Regions from separate parts of the Mus musculus genome. Here region 1 is linked to region 2. Evidence: chromatin contacts called from public promoter capture Hi-C data. All regions are on one chromosome and are shown on one strand. The core of a region is the stretch at or near the end of the contact, and the rest is flanking DNA. Distances in the headings are between cores, read along the strand shown. Region 1 holds the start of Tigd2 (tigger transposable element derived 2). Region 2 holds the start of Abcg2 (ATP binding cassette subfamily G member 2 (Junior blood group)).

Region 1 (6,468 bases), core at 2,937-5,436, 570 kb after region 2:
GAAGATGGAAAGATCTCCCATGCTCATGGATTGGCAGGACCAACATTGTAAAAATGGCTATCTTGCCAAAAGCAATCTACAGATTCAATGCAATCCCCATTAAAATTCCAACTCAATTCTTCAACGAATTAGAAGGAGCAATTTGCAAATTCATCTGGAATAACAAAAAACCGAGGATAGCAAAAACTCTTCTCAAGGATAAAAGAACCTCTGGTGGAATCACCATGCCTGACCTAAAGCTTTACTACAGAGCAATTGTGATAAAAACTGCATGGTACTGGTATAGAGACAGACAAGTGGACCAATGGAATAGAATTGAAGACCCAGAAATGAACCCACACACCTATGGTCACTTGATCTTCGACAAGGGAGCCAAAACCATCCAGTGGAAGAAAGACAGCATTTTCAACAATTGGTGCTGGCACAACTGGTTGTTATCATGTAGAAGAATGGGAATCGATCCATACTTATCTCCTTGTACTAAGGTCAAATCTAAGTGGATCAAGGAACTTCACATAAAACCAGAGACACTGAAACTTATAGAGGAGAAAGTGGGGAAAAGCCTTGAAGATATGGGCACAGGGGAAAAATTCCTGAACAGAACAGCAATGGCTTGTGCTGTAAGATCGAGAATTGACAAATGGGACCTAATGAAACTCCAAAGTTTCTGCAAGGCAAAAGACACTGTCTATAAGACAAAAAGACCACCAACAGATTGGGAAAGGATCTTTACCTATCCTAAATCAGATAGGGGACTAATATCCAACATATATAAAGAACTCAAGAAGGTGGACCTCAGAAAATCAAATAACCCCCTTAAAAAATGGGGCTCAGAACTGAACAAAGAATTCTCACCTGAGGAATACCGAATGGCAGAGAAGCACCTGAAAAAATGTTCAACATCCTTAATCATCAGGGAAATGCAAATCAAAACAACCCTGAGATTCCACCTCACACCAGTCAGAATGGCTAAGATCAAAAATTCAGGTGACAGCAGATGCTGGCGAGGATGTGGAGAAAGAGGAACACTCCTCCATTGTTGGTGGGATTGCAGGCTTGTACAACCACTCTGGAAATCAGTCTGGCGGTTCCTCAGAAAATTGGACATAGTACTACCGGAGGATCCAGCAATACCTCTCCTGGGCATATATCCAGAAGAAGCCCCAACTGGTAAGAAGGACACATGCTCCACTATGTTCATAGCAGCCTTATTTATAATAGCCAGAAACTGGAAAGAACCCAGATGCCCCTCAACAGAGGAATGGATACAGAAAATGTGGTACATCTACACAATGGAGTACTACTCAGCTATTAAAAAGAATGAATTTATGAAATTCCTAGCCAAATGGATGGACCTGGAGAGCATCATCCTGAGTGAGGTAACACAATCACAAAGGAACTCACACAATATGTACTCACTGATAAGTGGATACTAGCCCAAAACCTAGGATACCCACGATATAAGATACAATTTCCTAAACACATGAAACTCAAGAAAAATGAAGACTGAAGTGTGGACACTATGCCCCTCCTTAGAAGTGGGAACAAAACACCCATGGAAGGAGTTACAGAAACAAAGTATGGAGCTGAGATGAAAGGATGGACCATGTAGAGACTGCCATATCCAGGGATCCACCCCATAATCAGCTTCCAAATGCTGACACCATTGCATACACTAGCAAGATTTTACTGAAAGGACCCAGATGTAGCTGTCTCTTGTGAGACTATGCCGGGGCCTAGCAAACACAGAAGTGGATGCTCACAGTCAGCTAATGGATGGATCACAGGGCTCCCAATGGAGGAGCTAGAGAAAGTACCCAAGGAGCTAAAGGGATCTTCAACCCTATAGGTGGAACAACATTATGAACTAACCAGTACCCCTGAGCTCTTGACTCTAGCTGCATATGTATCAAAAGATGGCCTAGTCGGCCATCACTGGAAAGAGAGGCCCATTGGACACGCAGACTTTGTGTGCCCCGGTACAGGGGGACGCCAGGGCCAAAGGGGGGGAGTGGGTGGGTAGGGGAGTGGGGGTGGGTGGGTAAGGGGGACTTTTGGTATAGCATTGGAAATGTAAATGAGCTAAATACCTAATAAAAAATGGAAAAAAAAAAAGAATGGAATAAGAGAACCTATATTTGCTAACTGACAATAATCAAGGGAAATCATAACTACATAGCAAATTGATGCCTTATGTAATCATTATTATTTAATAAATTCTTACCCTGTGGAAAGACAATACATGTCTAAGCTTTTGACATAGCATGCCCATGACAGTTCATGTGTGTGCACATGTGTGTGTGCTGCAGTTGTAACATTCCAGTTTGGCACTACCACTGTCATCTTGAAGAAAGCAGCTGAGGTTCAGACTATGTTATTCGTTCATAGAGAGAAGGAGATGCTCACCAGGCTCATAAGGCACCCACAAAATAGGGCTCTATTAATATTCCCTCATGGAGGGCGTGGGTAGTTCATGTGGTCACAGGTCTTGTAGGGTTCTAGAGGCTTGACAGCCTTTATGATATCGGCATCTGGCTTTTGTTCTTCATGAGGTTACAGAAGGGGTAAACAATTGACTGGGGGTAGATTCTACAAATACTCATCAAACACACTATGGAGAAGGAAATTAGCTTCCAAAAGTGGGATGGGCAAGCAAGGCAGGATTTTTTTTTCATTTTTTCTTCTTTAATACCATAGGCCACAGTGACCCCAGGAGGCTGGAAGAGAGGAAAGCCAGGCAAACTTCCGTTTGGCTAAGAACAGCCTGATTTCTATGAGGTTGGCAGTCTGAAAGCTAGTTCTCCTCTGTTAAGGAATGAACAGGTGCGAGTGTTTTTGCGCACTCCTTAAGAACGAGAAGGGAGAAGGGAAGTTTTTAAAAGCAATATGAATGAAATTGTTCTTTACTAGGAATGGTCATTTGGAACCACTCAGATTGCTTCCTTGTAAGCTTGAAGCGGGTGAGAGTTATGGGAAGTCTACTTTCAGGCAAAACTAGGGCTTGTCCAAAGTCATCCATAGGACAGCAGAGATAGATCAAAGATCAAAGGATTTCCATCCAGCAGGCCAGAGAGTGGAAGGGTGGGACTCTGAGAATAGCAGCACAGAGAAGGCTTGGGAGACAAAAGAGGGCCAGTAATCAACATTCTTTCTCTGCAGAGTGAATGAATGCTTGGTTTGATTTCCCTCTCTCCTGGTGCTAGAATTCTAGAGAAACAAACAAATAAACAACCTCTTCTGAAACAGAATAATCCACATTAGGTTGTAGTTTGTGGAAGAAGGATTTAAAAACAACACCACCTAAAAAACTATTATGCAAGAGAGGGGCTCTACGCTGGGACTGGATACAGGTGGAAGTCTTGAAATTCCCCTTTGACAGCAGGAAGTGGTCCTTATATTCCTGCACCAGCATTAAGGTCATCAGTGCCGACCGTCATGCTGGCTGGCCTCTGGTATCCGGCTCTGTGTTGCCGCAGCCGCAGAAGAGGGCAAAGAGGCTCTGTGCACTCCCTGGGCCTTTTTATTTTTACATTTGATAACTAGATTTAAGAAAAATAACAAGTATCAAGTACAACCTTTAATCTCTTAAATTTCACAGTAGGTATTCCAAATATTTGATTTTTGGCTTTTGGTAATTATATAATTTTTCAAAAAACAAAACAAAACAAAACAAAACACCACAGTGGATTTAAGACTATTCATTTAATAATTTAACTTCATAAAACATCAATACTAAATTGTAACATTGTAAACATGATTAAAATATATCTTAAGCTACTGAAGAAAGAAAAAAGAAAAAAACAACATGATCCTCAAAACAGCACAACTCTCACTTCCTTGGACACAAATATAGGAAAATTACCCAAATGATACTAACAGAACAACCTGTTAGTTAGAAGATAACAGAAGAGAGTCCTTGAGGGAAGATTCCTGGAAGGTTACAGCTGTAAACTCATTAGGGCCTTAAAATATTCCCTGAGTCTTACCAGAAAGAAAACCTTGCTATTATTCCCTTCTCATCTGCAAAGTCCGGCCACCTAGAATCACCCTGCGTCGCCCTCTGCTGGTCTCAGCCGTGAGCCACACGCTGGGTGTCCGGAGGCGGAGCATTGGCCAAGCCCCGCCCCTCCCCCAGAAGCCGCGCCCCCGTCAGCGGGCTCGCCCGCGCATCCCGCCCCTCGCCGACAACACGTTCCTGCGGGGGCGCGCGCGCGCACCTAATCCCCTGCCTTCCGGCTCGGCCGCGCAGCTCCGTTGCGCGCTCGCTCTGCGGTGGCTGGCGGGGTCGACTTCGCTGGGGACTTCCTCTGCTGGCTCTGCGTTCTGGCCGGTCAGGCGGAGCGATGCCCGCACCCTGCTTCCCGGCGTCCCGCGCGCCTGGTGACCAGTCGCTCGCTGTAGGGCTGCGGCCGTGACCCTCTGCCTCCGACTTTCACCCAGCGTCCGGCTCGGAGCTTGCTGGCCGGCGGTCTCGGAGAGGCCCTGGTAGTGTCAGGAGGTAGGCTCTCAGCTCCCGGGTGGTGCCTGCGAGCGTTATTTGTCTATTACCTGTCAGGTTGATAGGTGGCAATGTCCTAGACACAGTTGCAGGGGTAGGTATGAGTTATACGGTGGACTGATACTGAAAGGAAAACGTGTTTGGTATTTTCCTATAGGTTTCAAAGGCTCGAGTACCTCTACCACCCCAGCAGCTACTTCTGTGGTCATGGAGATCTTCTTGCACCAGGATTACTGTATGGTCTTCACCCAGCCTACCACCCCCTAGTTGCAGCCTTGGGTCCTGATTTCCACCAATGAAGTTTTTTATCCTTTCTTGAATCATGTGACATCACTTGTCCGCTGTTTCCCTTTCAGTTGCCATTAGCAATAAGTTCTTTTTGGTTTAAAGTACTGAGTTGTTTGCCTGTCCACTTACATTCTAAGAGGTGAGACAGCTCACCTCTGCTCGCTGTGACTTTCATAGGTACTCATCAAGAGTCCTTGCCTTGAAGAGAGCGTTCACTCACTTGGCTGTCTGACACAGACATCAACAGTCAGGCTGTGAGGCTTCCTGCTCCGTGTTTCTGTCTGTTAAGTGTGCAAGCCCGAGTAAAACTGTTTTCTTGAACGTAGCATAAGAAAAAAAGAAAAAGAAAAAAAGACCCATGGTAATGGCAAAAATTGATCATCATGAGAATGTTTTAGAAACCTCGGTAGGACAATATTGATTCAACTTAGAGCTTTCAGTAAGGCTGCAATTTAATGAAAAGAGCAAGGAGGAAGAAGAGAAACAAGGGTTATCTGGAGCTATTCGTTGTCATAGGAACAGGTTAAGTTCTAAAATGCAAAGGGAAAAACTCGGACTTTCGTTGAAAATTGTTATAACATCCAAGTCTTAGGGAACAGCTGAGGACTCTTAAGCCTCCATTTTCTGGTCTCTTTGTGTTCAAATCTAAGTTGTTAATTGTCTAAAATAATTAGACTAAAATGTTGGGGAAACGTAAACGTGTGGTCCTGACAATTAAAGACAAACTTGACATTATTAAGAAGCTTGAAGAAGGCAACTCCTTCAAAAAACTTTCTGTCCTGTATGGAATTGGTGAATCCACAGTTCGTGACATTAAAAAAAACAAAGAGAGAATTATAAACTATGCCAACAGTTCAGACCCAACTAGTGGGGTGTCCAAGCGTAAATCCATGAAGTCGTCAACGTATGAGGAGCTTGACAGAGTGATGATAGAATGGTTTAATCAACAGAAAACAGATGGCATTCCAGTGTCTGGAACGATCTGTGCAAAGCAGGCTAGGTTCTTCTTCGATGCATTGGGCATGGAGGGTGATTTTAATGCCTCTTCTGGCTGGCTTACTAGGTTTAAGCAGCGCCACGGTATTCCAAAGGCTGCAGGGAAAGGCACAAAATTAAAAGGGGATGAAACTGCTGCCAGTGAATTTTGTGGTAACTTTCAGGAATTTGTGGAAAGAGAAAATCTCCTACCAGAACAGATTTATGGTGCTGACCAAACTGGATTGTTCTGGAAATGTCTACCAACGAGGACATTGGCTTTTGACACGGACCAGAGTACTTGTGAATATAGGACAAGCAGAGAAAGAATCATTATTATGTGTTGTGCAAATGCCACAGGTTCACACAAGCTTAATCTCTGTGTTGTGGGGAAAGCAAAAAGACCCCGTGCATTCAAAGGTACTGACCTTTCAAACCTCCCTGTCACTTACTTCAGTCAAAAAAGTGCATGGATCGAGCCATCTGTTCTCAAACAGTGGTTTGAAAAGTGCTTTGTGCCACAGGTGCAGAAGCATCTGAAATCCAAAGGGCTTCGAGAAAAAGCAGTACTACTTTTGGATTTTCCTGCAGCACATCCAGCTGAAGAACTGCTGAGCTCAGATGATGGCAGAATAATTGTGAAATATTTGCCACCAAACGTCACAAGTCTAATTCAACCTATGAGCCAGGGAGTTCTAACCACAGTC
Region 2 (7,152 bases), core at 3,632-6,131:
AGTGTGATTGTTTCAGGTCAGTAGCCCTCTTTAGAAATAACTTGGCCAGATCTGATAATATTCTTTTGGTGTAGATAACAGGAGTTTCCCTTGCCTAACCTTTGGTCTTTGTTTTCTGAGTTAGGCTCTCTTTCTGAGTGCTAACTCCGAAAACTAACTTTATCCTTTACCCACTCTTAAAATCTTTGACTTATGTTTTACTTTATGTGCTCGAATGTTTTATCTGCAGGTACATATTGTGTACCAGGTGCATGCCTGGTGCGCTAAGAGTTCAGAAGAGGGTGACAGGTCCTCCTGGAGTTATGGATGGCTGTTAGCCACCATGTTGATACTAGGAACCAAACCTAGAACTTCCCCAAGAGCATCAAGTGCTCTTAACCCCTAAGACATCCTTTTCCCACTCTTTCTGTCTCTTATCCCCTGGATCTAGAGGAGATCTTTAGTCTGCTTGTTAACATAGTCATTAGTGTCAGAACCTGGGCCCTGGCATCCCTAACAGGCTAGGACTGGCCAATAAGTAGTGGGGGAAAACAAACAAACAAATAAACAAACAAACAAGGGTGGGAAGCAGAAAAAAAGCAAATTCATTCACTATGTCCACAAAGGAAAGATGAAACAAAAAAACGCAGCAGTTCAGTCCTTGGGGTCCTGACATGAAGTTTAGGTGGAAATGGAAGGGAAAGGGTCAGCAAAACTAAGTAGCCCAGGTCAAATTTCGTCCTGTCAATCAGTGGCCCATCATTTTCTGGGATGCAGACACTTGCAAGGTTTGATAAGGGAGAATGTGTACAGTGTCTGTTCTCCTCTGAGCAGTACCAGGCTTCAGCCTTTGCTTACTCCCAAAATGAGATTTCTGGAGAAATTCCAGTTCTTGGGGACCATTGTTTCAATAGTCTGACAAAACAAAGGAATGGTCACTAGTATCTCTTTAGAGTATCTTCATTCCTGTCAGGATGGCTACATGCTTGTCTTGACATCTGGGAAACACTTACTCTCTCTGATTTCTTCCTTTCCCCCATGCAGAGATAAGCAGCCATCCAGTGGCCTAGCCAGTTTCTTTACTTCTACATCCAAAACACATAACATTTCCACCTTTCTCCTGATAGGTGTAGAGCTCTCCAGCTTGCTTGGCCCGTTCATTTCCTCTAACTCCAATGACATCAACCTGGAGCTCCCTCCTGAGTCCATTTTTAAATTCTTTTATTAACAAGACCAAGACATGAAAAAGGGACCTTTATCCCAGTGACAAAAAATGTACCCAGTCATTGTAGCTGTTGATTTCCTAAGGAGAGAAACTCATGATCAGTACTTTTTTCTTGTAACATGACCCGAGTAGAAGTTAATCATGCATTTATTTTTCTCGATTAAAAATTTAAAATAATTGAAGGGGGAGGTGGAGAGATGACTCAGTATTTAAGAGTGCATACTGTTCTTGAGAAAGACTAGATGGGTTCCCAGCACCCATGGGAAACACAAAGCTCGCTCCAGGGGGATCAGCTACTGGAACTTCTCAGGCACTGGAACAAGTCAGCATAGACTCTCCAGACTCCTGATTACAGAGGCCCACTGGGGATCCCGTTTGGACGAGCCCCCAAATGTTGTGCCATGAGTCCATGGGAAACCCAGATGAGTCTAAGAATTGCAAAGCCCACTGCAACTCCCAAGAGTCTTTTTATTGTTTTGTTGTAGTTTGTCAAAAGACCCTCACTCACAAAGACCACAGAGATCACCATTGTTGCAAAATGCATGAGGATTTTACTTATCCAACATGTTGGGGAACCCCCTCCCAGAATGCAGGCCAGAGGAGAGACCCAGAACAAAGAAAGAACACACTTTTTATACCTTTGTAAGGGCCAGATATAGGTACCAAGGTAGTCTGGCTTATATTAATTGGTGTAGCCAATAACTTTTTAGACATTGGTTGGTTTGTATAAGGTGACTCTCATTTTGTCTATCCTTGTGGTTTTTAGTGTGAGGTGTGGGGCAGGGGAATTGTTAATCTTGATTTTGACCGTTAAAACTATGTTTCTATATTTGCTTAGTCAGCCAGCTTTTTTATTTGACTCTGTACTTGGCCTGCTAGTACACTTCGGAAAGTCCTTTTGAAGGGGGAAGGTACTTGGTAGTCTAGAATTTATTTTAGATATTACAGTTTCAAGTTCAAACCCCGTTCGCCCACCTAGCAGTCACTGCGTGAATGCTGGCAAGCAACCCCAGTCCAGAAAACATTGGGTTTATTATAGAGTATAGTTAGAAATAGTGTAAATATTTACAGAAAATGGGAGTAAAGGGTGGAATAGTACTGAAGCGAAGGGGGGTTAATGCGTGTCTGTTCAAGGACTAATTTTATGGCCAGTTGTAACTGTCTGTGACCTGACTTGAGTTTACCTTTTACTTTTTCCATGGTCTCCCTTAGCTTCTCTAAGGTGTCAAGGACAGGCACCTGGAGAATTATCAGCAGGAGTATTGGGTATTGGTTTCTGGAGACACAGAGGTAGGGAGAATGTCTTGAGCTAGGGGAGGGGGGCGGGGAAGCCCTGGACTGCTGCAGGAACACGCAGCAGGCAGCACAGAAACCAGCGGTCTGAATATTGTGTTGCTGTGGGAAGTGGGGGGGAGGGGTAGGGGAGGATGGGAACCTCTGGGGAGGAAGGCAGAAGCAAACTGTACAACACTGAAGTCTCTAGTATCAGTAATTTGGGGGTTACAACAGGGGCCATTTGCTGCTTTGAATTAAGAATCTGTGGTGCTGGTCATCTGGGTGGGGCTGAAGAAATAGCTACAGTTAACAAGATACCAGAAACACTGAGTCGAACCTTTGCTTTACCAAGACAATTGATGTCCGTTAGTTGGGTTTGAGAAATTAGCTGAAATTGAGACCAGCCCCGTTGAGGTGAGACCTACTGGGAAGTGTTTCAGCACACTGGAATACAGAAGCTATGCTCCAGAGATAGTCAGTTTTCCCCCAGTGCTGGTAGCAGATCCTGGTAGTCACCAGGTGGTATGGTTTCAAGGCATGAAGGGCTCAAGGAAGGAGGCTGTGGCTTGGCACTTGTTGCTTGGCTGGAGTCCTAGAATAGAGCCCAGGAGAAGCCAGGGGTGAAAGTACAGTCCAGTTGTAGCAGAAGCCCCCAATGTTTTGGAAACACCAGTACCATGGAATGACTGTGAAGGACAGCAGCAGCCCTATAGTGTACAGCCTACAAGACAAGCTATGTGTAGGATGGCAGCCCTTTGGACAAGCACAGAGGACTTTCTGTGACATGCATCTCACATGAGTCTCAGAAGCCTGGCACTGAGATTTACACCATTGGACTTTGATTTTGCTCTGATCTGACTGTGACTGTGCCTGATATTTTCTTCTTGGAATAAGAAAGGGTTGAACTTGTTTTGATTTTATAGGAGCACACACACTTGAAGAAACTTTAGATTAAAAAAAAAAAACAACAACGAAAAAAAAAACCAAGAGAATGAATGAACTTTTAAATTGCTTGATTTGTAAAGACTACTTGACTTTTATGTTTTATATTGTCATGTTTATTAAGATCTTGGGAATGTTAAAAAAAGAAAAGTTATTGTTAAATAGTGTTGTGTTGATGTGTCTGGCTCACAAAGGGTCAAGTGCCTGGACTATCTTGTTATTAAACTTGCCACAAGCTAGAGTCATCTGAGAAGAGGGGCTTTCAATTGGAAAAAAGGTGTCCTTAATATCTGGCTATAGGCAAGCCCTTAAGGCATTTTCTTCATTAGTGATGAATGGGGTGGGCCCAGCCCATTGCAGGTGGGAGACTTTCCTGGGCTGGTGGTCCTAGGTTCTATAAAACAAACTAATAAACTTTGCAAGCCATGATACAGCCAGTAAGCAGCACTCCACCATGGCCTCTGCGTCAGATCCTGCCTCCAGATTCTTGCCCTGTTTGAGCTCTTGCCTTCACTGCTTTCAATGATTGACCATGGTGTCAATCATTGAATCTTTTATTAACAAGACCAAGACATGAAAAAGGGACCTTTATCCCAGTGACAAAAAAATGTAGCCAGTCATTGTAGCTGTTGATTTCCTAAGGAGAGAAACTCATGATCAGTACTTTTTTCTTGTAACATGACCCGAGTAGAAGTTGATCATGCATTTATTTTTCTCGATTAAAAATTTAAAATAATTGAAGGGGGAGGTGGAGAGATGTGATGATTGACCATGGTGTGTAAGTGTAAGCAGAACAAACCCTTTTCTCCCCAAGTTGCTTTTGGTCATGGTGTTTCATCAAAGCAATAGAAACCCTAAGACTGTAGCCATAGCTGTGTTTCTCGGGATTACCTGGATTTAGGAGGTTTTACCCTCATGAGATGAATTTGGTGTCTTCCAGTGTCTTTTTTCCCTATGGCATTCTGTACAGCCACCTAAGTGAAGTCCCCAACTTCTAGCATAGGACCCTTCCATTTTGGGCAGCTGCCTGGTAAAGTTCCCAAACAAGTAGGGAATCAGATCATTTTAGGAGCAGCTCTCTTCCTCTCATCAAAAGGCCATCCACCCCATCTCCGTAAATCCCGGGAGAGTCCACACAAAGCCCAGCCTGCCACAGTTATAATAGTAATTTGCCTAAATTGCATCTTGGGTATCTTGTGGGTCCTCCAGGTTCACAGGGTGAAGGTACTCTGAGTATATTTTCTTTCCGAGGCTTCTTATCGCAGGTCAGCGCCTTGCCTCCGCCATGACCCGGGGCTCTCTGCTCTCCGCTCTCCGCCCTCCGTCCAGGAGCCTGTGCAGCACAGGAAGCCCCCCGCCCACATGTGTCCAGCTGCTCCTGGGACCGGCTTCTCCTGCCGGCGAGCTGCGGGGCGGCGCGAGCTGACGTCACGGCGGTCGGGCGCCTGTGCGGGGCGGGCAGACGCTCCTGGCGGGCGAGCGTGTGCAGGTCTGAGTGTGTGCGAGTTCTGGCGCGGCTGCTGCTCCGCCAGGGACCGCGAGGTGAGCGGAGTGCGGGGAAGCTCCGGGAGTGTGCTAGGCGCCGCGGGGGCGAGTGGCGGCCCTGTGGGGCTCGGCGTGGGGGCGAGGGGGACCGCGTGGTGTGGGTTGTGAAAGTGAGGAGGAAACAAGGACTGACAGTTCAGTCATTTCTCCAGAAGCTTGTGCGGTGCGGTGATAGCAGGAGGATAAAGTCCAAACCTGTTTGCTCCAACTGTTTGGAAAGGATAAGACTTCTTGAATGGATAGATTAAACTGCCTGAACGACAGTCAGCCCCACAGTGGAGAAGTTTTCAAGGGGACTGAAGAGCACCTACCCCAACCCCGGGCCTAAAGTTTCTCAATTTTAGGTGTATTGTTACTTTCTGGGTTCCCTTTCTAACCTTTCTGTGGAGAGTTGAATCTTATTTTTATCGTTATGTTTTGCCTTTGACCTTACATTTTGTTCTTTGTCAGTTGCACGCGTGGATGAAATGCATTCTGATTACTCTTTTCCGTTTTTCTACTTTCATTTATTTATTTATCTATTCGTTTATTTATTAATTTTCGACTGAAGGAGTCTTTCTATGACTCCCAGACTGCCTAAGACCTCGAGCTCAAACAATTCTGATGTCTCAGCCATTCCAGCACTGGGACTATTCCAGGGCACTGTCATACCAAGCTATTGAGTTTTAATAATTAACTTTAAAATTTGACCTGCTTATTACAGTAGTTACCAAAATAATACTGAAAAGGTTTCTGTGGAGAGTCGAGTCTTAACTTTTATCGTTACTTTTTTCCTTTGCCTTACAGCCGTTTCCCATTCGCTGGGAAGTCCCTGAGGGAGTTTGAGCTCATAATTCATTTACTTATAAAGAAAACTGAAGTGTTTAGGGATTCATTCAAAGGTGGTAGTATAACAGTTATTTAAAATAGATATGAGTGGATAGGGGTTGACCAAGATTATTTCTCCTGCCCCAGTGATGATTAATCTCAGTGGTATGTGCATTTTCTCAGGAAGGGTGAATGCAGTCTTGGTGAGATCAGAGACACTGTGGAAGCTGGGTTGATGTCTGATTTGTATTGAGCCTGGGGGAAATGGCTAGAAATTAAAGTAACATGTCCTAAATCCTTCAAGTTATCCTGCAGGATAAAGAGTACGTTTTGTGACTTCCCTCTGATGGCATTCCAGGTAGTCATCCTTCAAAGAAAGAGTGAGACTCCCAGAGGGCCTATGACCCTAACTGTCTTTATTCAGGAAACTGGCCTGGCTCATAGCTCATCATGATTATAATGGAGAAAAGAAGGCATAGGAAGTAAGGGACAACTGTTGTTTTAAAAGAAGAAGTAAACATTTCACTTTACATGAATCATTCCATCAGTTTGACTTAAACTCTTCATAGCCCTGGAATAATTACAGGGAGTGGACTTTAGTGTGCAAGGGTGTATTATAGCCACTCTCATGCTCACACTCCAGCTACCAGGTAGACAGTCTAAGAAGAAAAGGACTATGAACTTGTATCAGTGATCACAGGGTGTATCTGTCTCTTCTTTTGTTTTTGTCTTCCTCTTTCTCCTCCAATTCTTTCCCTTCATCCTCTCCCTTCTCTCCCCTCTGCCTCAGGTGTCCTTTCTCAGGCCATCCACTCTGTCTCCCTGTTTTCCCAGAGACTCTCACACTATTGTCTGGAGCTCACCAGGTAGGCTTCCTGACTTATCAGTTAGTCTCAGGGACTCGCCTGCCACCCATTGCTGCTTCACTAGCCAGCCAGATACTAGCTCAGGCCTTAATGTTTGCAAGGACTCTACTGACTGAGCTATCTCCTTGGTCCATGAATGCATATTTAATATCTATGTATCCTGCAGGTCCTGAGAGTAGCTCACTATAAAGGCATGCAGGAAGGAGATAAGAACATACTCGCTGGTAGGAAAATGCAGATTGAACTTGGGTTTATAAACTATACTACTCCTTTTCTACCATTTAATAAGACATTTCACATCCATGTGACAATTTCTTCTTGAGACCAGGGAATAAGGAATTTGTTAACACGATCCATTATTTTATTGAAGGAGCCCTGAATGGTTTCCTGTATGGTTCATTTGAAGTTCTAGGAAAGTAGTACTTTGGGCTGTGAACATTTAGTATTGACACTAGAAATATAAGTGATTTAATTGTTCAAGCTTTTGTACTATGTGAGTATTAAACAAGTGGA

The links. Promoter capture Hi-C pulls out the DNA fragments that hold promoters and counts their contacts.
Region 1: a promoter capture Hi-C map of pre-B cells shows a contact between it and region 2. The contact joins the promoter of Tigd2 here to the promoter of Abcg2 in region 2. A contact is called at or near these places in 8 of 39 promoter capture datasets (the 3T3-L1 cell line, cranial neural crest, embryonic stem cells and 3 more), 2 of 484 Hi-C or Micro-C datasets (muscle stem cells and nephron progenitors), 3 of 115 datasets of contacts at active chromatin or transcription factors (embryonic stem cells, large pre-B cells and memory CD8 T cells) and 3 of 9 other capture datasets (adipose tissue, embryonic stem cells and liver).

What each region holds. Positions count from the first base shown.
Region 1 is chr6:59,204,684-59,211,151 of GRCm38.p6, forward strand. Tigd2 (tigger transposable element derived 2) reads left to right here and starts at 4,187. Exons shown (of 2, transcript NM_001081145.1): 1 at 4,187-4,498; 2 at 4,656-6,468. The coding sequence starts at 5,467.
Region 2 is chr6:58,635,665-58,642,816 of GRCm38.p6, forward strand. It overlaps Abcg2 (ATP binding cassette subfamily G member 2 (Junior blood group)), which reads left to right and starts at 4,882. Exons shown (of 16, transcript NM_001381927.1): 1 at 4,882-4,963.